Linked DNA regions of Mus musculus: region 2 is linked to region 1. A link is a contact called in public HiChIP or PLAC-seq data. All regions are on one chromosome and are shown on one strand. Each heading gives the region's core, a stretch centred on a gene start, on an enhancer-like site or on the middle of the called end of the contact. The rest is flanking DNA. Distances are from core to core; before and after follow the strand shown. Region 1 has its middle 68 kb from the start of Ank3. Region 2 overlaps Ank3 (ankyrin 3, epithelial).

The links. HiChIP or PLAC-seq counts read pairs in DNA pulled down with a chosen protein or histone mark.
Region 2: a contact with region 1 is called in an H3K4me3 HiChIP or PLAC-seq map of embryonic forebrain, with 4 times the contacts expected there. The contact joins two enhancer-like sites. A contact is called at or near these places in 1 of 39 promoter capture datasets (embryonic stem cells), 1 of 15 datasets of contacts at CTCF or cohesin (the NIH/3T3 cell line), 32 of 484 Hi-C or Micro-C datasets (cerebral cortex, cochlea, cortical neurons and 15 more), 8 of 115 datasets of contacts at active chromatin or transcription factors (differentiating embryonic stem cells, embryonic basal ganglia, embryonic forebrain and 4 more) and 1 of 9 other capture datasets (embryonic stem cells).

Annotation. Positions count from the first base shown.
Region 1 is chr10:69,464,242-69,467,107 of GRCm38.p6, forward strand. No RefSeq gene overlaps it. Among named protein-coding and RNA genes, the nearest start is that of Ank3, 68 kb to the right of the region's middle. Within about 2 kb of position 1,515, at least 58 of the 459 cell types and tissues checked have an H3K27ac peak or open chromatin away from gene starts, as enhancers often do. A contact at or near this core is called in embryonic forebrain and forebrain, where this site is marked.
Region 2 is chr10:69,634,134-69,636,849 of GRCm38.p6, forward strand. All of the region lies in intron 1 of Ank3 (ankyrin 3, epithelial), which reads left to right. Among named protein-coding and RNA genes, the nearest start is that of Gm33464, 72 kb to the left of the region's middle. Within about 2 kb of position 1,373, at least 29 of the 459 cell types and tissues checked have an H3K27ac peak or open chromatin away from gene starts, as enhancers often do. A contact at or near this core is called in embryonic forebrain and forebrain, where this site is marked.

The sequences.
Region 1 (2,866 bases), core at 265-2,764:
CTGCTGTCTGCTGGGAGGCAGGCCATTATCTTTCATCTGCATAACTTCTTCATCTTTCGCTCTTTACCTAGATCTGCTGTCTAATCCTTCTCTACAAAGCCTGTCACTCTGTCCCTTCCTCTTTAGGACCCCATTGTGCCCACCTCCCTCTGGATTTTCATCTCATCTTGCTCTAGCTTCTACACCCAGTCCCTCTGATCACTAGGCAGGCTTTTGTCTATGTAGACACAGTGAACTATTTCTTCCTTCAGGGTCTTATGGCAACCACCCCTTCTCTTGGCCACCCATCTCTTCCCAGTATGGCTCTGTCTCATTCTGAAAGCCTCATGCTACATGTCATATCATCTTCCCTTCATTCCTTCTGGAGCTCTGACCTGACCACTCATCCACCCAGCCTGGGCCAGCCCCACACGTCTATGTCCATAGTGTCACAGGGTGCATCCTCCGCTCTGGTCCTGAGCCCTCTTTGTGTCCTGGCGTCATCTAGTGCTCCCTTCCAGAACATAAACACTACGTGGATGCAAGGGACCCACAGAACAGAAGTGCTACAAATGCAGGGACCTGCCTGCTCATCTTAGCCACCAACCACTGGCAGCAGATTTTGTGCTCAGTGCACAGCTGTCCAGTCGACAGCTTGCCTTGTGTGTGTGTGTGTGTGTGTGTGTGTGTGTGTGTGTGTGTACTTTACAAGTCACTGCAGCATTTAAAAATGTAAATCATGAAGAGGAGCACTTAGCTCGAGGTTGCTTCAGCTATGACAGTGTGCTTCATTTCTTTCCAGCGAGCTCCTGGCTTATCCAGTACTTCTTGTAGCAAGCTGGAAATGAAGAGGAGGCAGGTGTCACGTCCTTTGTCATTTTAAGAAACTGACACTCAGATGAAATACTTTGTGCAGATTCATAGTCAAGTGGGTGACATGTCAGGAACCACAGAGGTCTTTTTCTCTTGAAGTATACCATGCTGTGAAGTAGAGCCAGGGTGGTATTTTTGTTTTTGTTTTTGTTTTTCTGGGCTACATTGTTGCACCATCGAAGAGAAAAGGAACTAGAGGAACAACAAATAAAATAAAATCAGATGAATAACAATGTTAAAGAAACATAAGCACAAGTGGTTATCTTTGTGTGTCCCACATTCCTATATTTATAGTTCATAATCTATCACTAGCTAGGGAAGTGTATGCTGATTTTCACATAAATTGCTTTAAAGACTTGAATTACATATATTTTATATTTATTAGTATATTATAACAGATAGAAAATTTAAGTACGATAGTGTTTTTTTTTTTAATTGGGAAAATATCTCTAATATATGACCAGTGTTTTCTAGCCAATCTTTTGAATACAAATTTTATTTGCCAAACATGCAAAGGTATCTATAACGTGGATAATAAATGTTACATGAGCTTTTTGGTCTCCAGATATCACCTCTTTGACTCTCTGTTGCTATGGAGTTTCATTTGTATTCCAGGGAGCTTGGGTTGCCATAGAGAACGTGTGGTTGTAGAGGAGTTGCCATGGCAACAATCCACCATTATGTATCTTGCAGCATCTTGGCTAGCTGGAGGTGACAGAGAATGCAAATGGTATTTATTCAGGCACCCAATAATGAAAATGAAAACAAATACCAGCCCGATTACTGCCGTCGGATATTTAAAATATGACGCTCACTACCCTTTATTCAAATAAATTAAGCAACACCAGAAGGATGCTCTCTAAACGGCCGTGTTTTAGCAGCCATTGAACTGGATCTCTAGAGATCCTCAAATTTTTAATTGCCATAATTGCTTCGCATGCGTATAAACAGCTCTATGTGAGATGAGGGACATTTTTTGTTTTGTTTTAACCTTCTCCTTCATGACCTTGAATGATAGAGCTCAGGTATAAGGGAGGAGACAAAGAGAAGGGAGACTGTTTTTATCTTTGAAGTAGAACTCAGAAATAAAGAAGCGAAGGGAAGTCACCTGGTGACTCATTGTTCAATGTAGGTTTTCAAAAGGAGGGGTGGGGGGAGCAAGGGAGCTATTTTTACTAAGAGAGCAAGTCCTGAGGTTAAAGAGAAATCCTAACCTGCTATTTGAAAAGGTTTTTGATGCATTAAATGCTGTTGGGTTCCTTTTGGAATTCCTGCCCCATTAGAAGTGCAGGGCAGATTAGCCAGCTGGCTGTCTGCTAACAGCATCCTTAATGTCACCCAATCAGAGTGACACCCGTTAGGTGCCTCAGGGGTTAGTAAAGAACACATGGTGAAAATGTTCATGGGATCAGAGCTCCTGAGAGGGAAGGTTTGGAAAGAAGATGTTTGTCTTTTAGGGTTTCGTATCTGGTTCTGTGATGTGTTAATTTTTTGCTCCCTAACAGTGAGCCTTCCTCTGAAGTTGTGAGGAAAGCTGACTTGCAGACTGCCTTTTCCATCCTCAAGGCCATGTGAAGAGGTCAGGACTTTTCAGCTGTCTTACTTGGATGCTTGTATTTTCTCCTGGACCACGTTAAAAAAAAATGGTTCCCTTTTGCAGCAGAGCTGTGCTGAACACAGAATCACGGGGTCACGGCTGGCTACTTCAGAGACTGGGGAGCAGCTGCATTGCTCTTGGATAACCCCCAGGGACCTGAGAGAAAAATGTAAAAGCCAATAGAACATTACCAAATGCAGCTTGCATGGAAGAGGAGCGTTTAGAACAACAGGAGTGTCTTAAAAGCTGATTTCTGGTAAATGGAGAGGTGGCTCAGTGGTTAAGAGTTCTGGCTGCATTCCATGAAGGCCCAGGTCAGGTTTCCAGAACCCACATGGTGCCTCACAACTATCTGTAACAATTCCATGGGATCTGGTACCTTCTTCTGGCACTGTATAGATATGGTGGACAGCTATA
Region 2 (2,716 bases), core at 123-2,622, 170 kb after region 1:
CCTCCCTTCATCCCTGCCTCCATCTCACCATACTTCTGTGCTGGAGACACTTCCTTCTCTTGAATGGAAATGGAGAGTCTCCTTCTTCTTGTGAAGCAGTTTCTTGCACAGCAGTTTCTTGCACTATAGCCACAGTGAAGTGTGACTAATGGGGGTATATTGACTTGTGCTCATCACCAAATGTGAATGTATAAATACATCCCTTGTTTCAAGCAGCTCGAAGCTCTAAGTGGGGCTTTGTTGTGCGATACCCATAAGAATTTACACAGCCTACACGGGGTTCAGGAATTCAGGGTCTGTTCCCTGGGTATACCCAGGGGTAAGATTCTTTCAGATACTTCCTGGAATTGTATAACTCATTAGTAAAAGTCCTCATATGGGGTCTTAGTGGTAAATTTTTTAAAAATGCACAAGAATCTACTTTCACCATAGAAACGCAGTCAGAAAACAAAATAGAGCTTTGGCAAGTTTGCCTTGGAAAGCCAGACAGGCATATTGCCTGGCTTGGTGGATTCTAGATCCAGACTAAGCTGGAACAGGCAGAGCAACTGTTGTTATCAGCATTGTGTTTTTAAGTTTAGGATCCAGATTCTGCATTTGTGTCACAGGTATAAAATTGGCTCTGTGAGGCTAGGGAGAGAGCCCAGGCATAAAGCATGAGGACCTATGACCCAGCATGCATGTGAGAAGCGACTCGGTGCCTCGGGCTCCCACAGTCCCTCAAATCTGCGCAGATAGCTGTGCGCTGGCAAGACTTACCTTAACAAGGTTGGAAAGGTAAGACAGGGAATGGCAGCTGCACAAGGAACAGTGTAAGGACTGGAGAATCAAGCAAGTTCTGGAGAAAGGGGCTTGGCTGTAGACCCAAGGCCCTAGGACAGAACAGACCTTTTTTTGGCTCAGTTTCTATATTATCATCAGCTGGTAGGTGCCTGGGGGGCCTTTGGAAAATGTCCGTACCTAGGCATCATGCCAGCCAATTAAATCGGAGTCTCTGGGGGCAGAAGCCCAGGCTTGGTATGTTGAAAAATAAAAAATCTCCCCTCAAGGGGTTTCACTGTGCATCTGAGGCAGAAACCCCACTGATTTTGTTTTGTAGATCGATTATAAACCTGATCAGAAACCGGCTGCCAGGTATGGGCTGAGAAGGCTCGGTGGTAGATGGTTTACCTGGCCTAGGTGAGACCCTAGGCTGCACCCCAAAACAAGCAATAGCAGCAACGAAGCTATATTTTCCTTTTTAGGGTACTGCATGGGGAAATAGAAATTCAGGAAGACTATGACTAAAATTACAAGTGATTCCAGGTCTCTAAGAAGTGGTGGCTCCCTAGAGAGTGTGGACAGACAGTAGCAGATGTCCCAGCGAGGGAGCAGTGTTTAGCTTGCAGAGGGTATATTCACAGTTTTTCAGAGAAAAACCCTCAGGGGTTTCTACCAAATGGTAACTGTGATTTTCTCCCGTGAGTCAAAATATCACCAACCTTCCCAAGAGAAGCCATGGCCTTCTTGAGGGGAGTTTGATTGACAGAGGGAGGCGTCTTTGTAGTCTATATATGCACCAAGCTGTAAAGATCAGCCTTGTCTTTTACGCTAGTTTGTTTTGGTGTGTGTGTGTGTGTGTGTGTGTGTGTGTGTTTGTGTTGAAGTGTCAATAGAATAACCTGAAAAAGTGTATCCTGGCCTTCCAACTGTGGGATGCACTGGTCCTTAATCTCTCCCATGATACCCTTGTTAAATATTGCCGTGAGCCCCCTCTTTCTTCGACACCTTCCTCAGACCACATTCTTGCCCCCATGAGCAGCATGAGCACACATGGGCCACATGAGCAGTTTCTCTTTATATGCTGTTTTCTTGGTGATCAGACAAACGGGAATTGTGTGAGAAGAGGTAATTTTCACCCCCATTCCCTCTCCTCTGCCGGGAGTCAGACGTGTGAATTTCTATTCGATTGTGTGATTCTCAACCTTGCCCCATCCCAGCCTACAAGGGAGTCACGCCCAATGCTTACCCTGCTCACAGCTGGCAGTCGTTAGACTTAGCTTGTTATTAACCTGTCCCAGAGTCACAGATGGCCTTCCTGGAGGACAGTCCTGCCGTGGATTTTGATGGGATGCTGGTGGGACAGGGTATATATTCAGACTGGGAAGCATAACAAAATTGTGTCTGAGTTGGATAGAATTTACTTCAGACACTTGGTCAGAGCCCCTACCTCTGTCATGTTTATATGTCTGCCTTGGCAGGCTGTCTGTCATCCCTGAAGCCCATGGGTGGCATTTGGACCAATGACATGCCAGCACCATGGCAGCATCTGACGGAAGAGCTCCCCCTCACCTCATCCACCCCTTCTGTCTCTTTTGTCTGGCAGTCTTGAATATCGCCCCCCCCCCTGTCTCCGTGGTGAATGCTGTCATTAGAACCACACAGACTGCTCTGGAGCAGATGTGTGTACCTCCTTATCCCCCAGCAATCAGCCTGCGTGCCCAAAATACCATCCTCACCCAGATGTGTTTAGGTGACTGTTTTGATAACAGTAAAGCATTATTGGAAATATTATTTTAGTTGGGGGCTGGCAGGGTAACAAAGTGCAGTGTGAAGTAAGGGGGTCGCTGATGATGCTTAGGTTTTGCGGGGGTGGCTGCCTTCAGACCTCGTGTTTTGGAAAGGATGTTCACTCCAGAAGTGAGAAGAGATCAAAATCCAGGGTCTTCATCTGAAG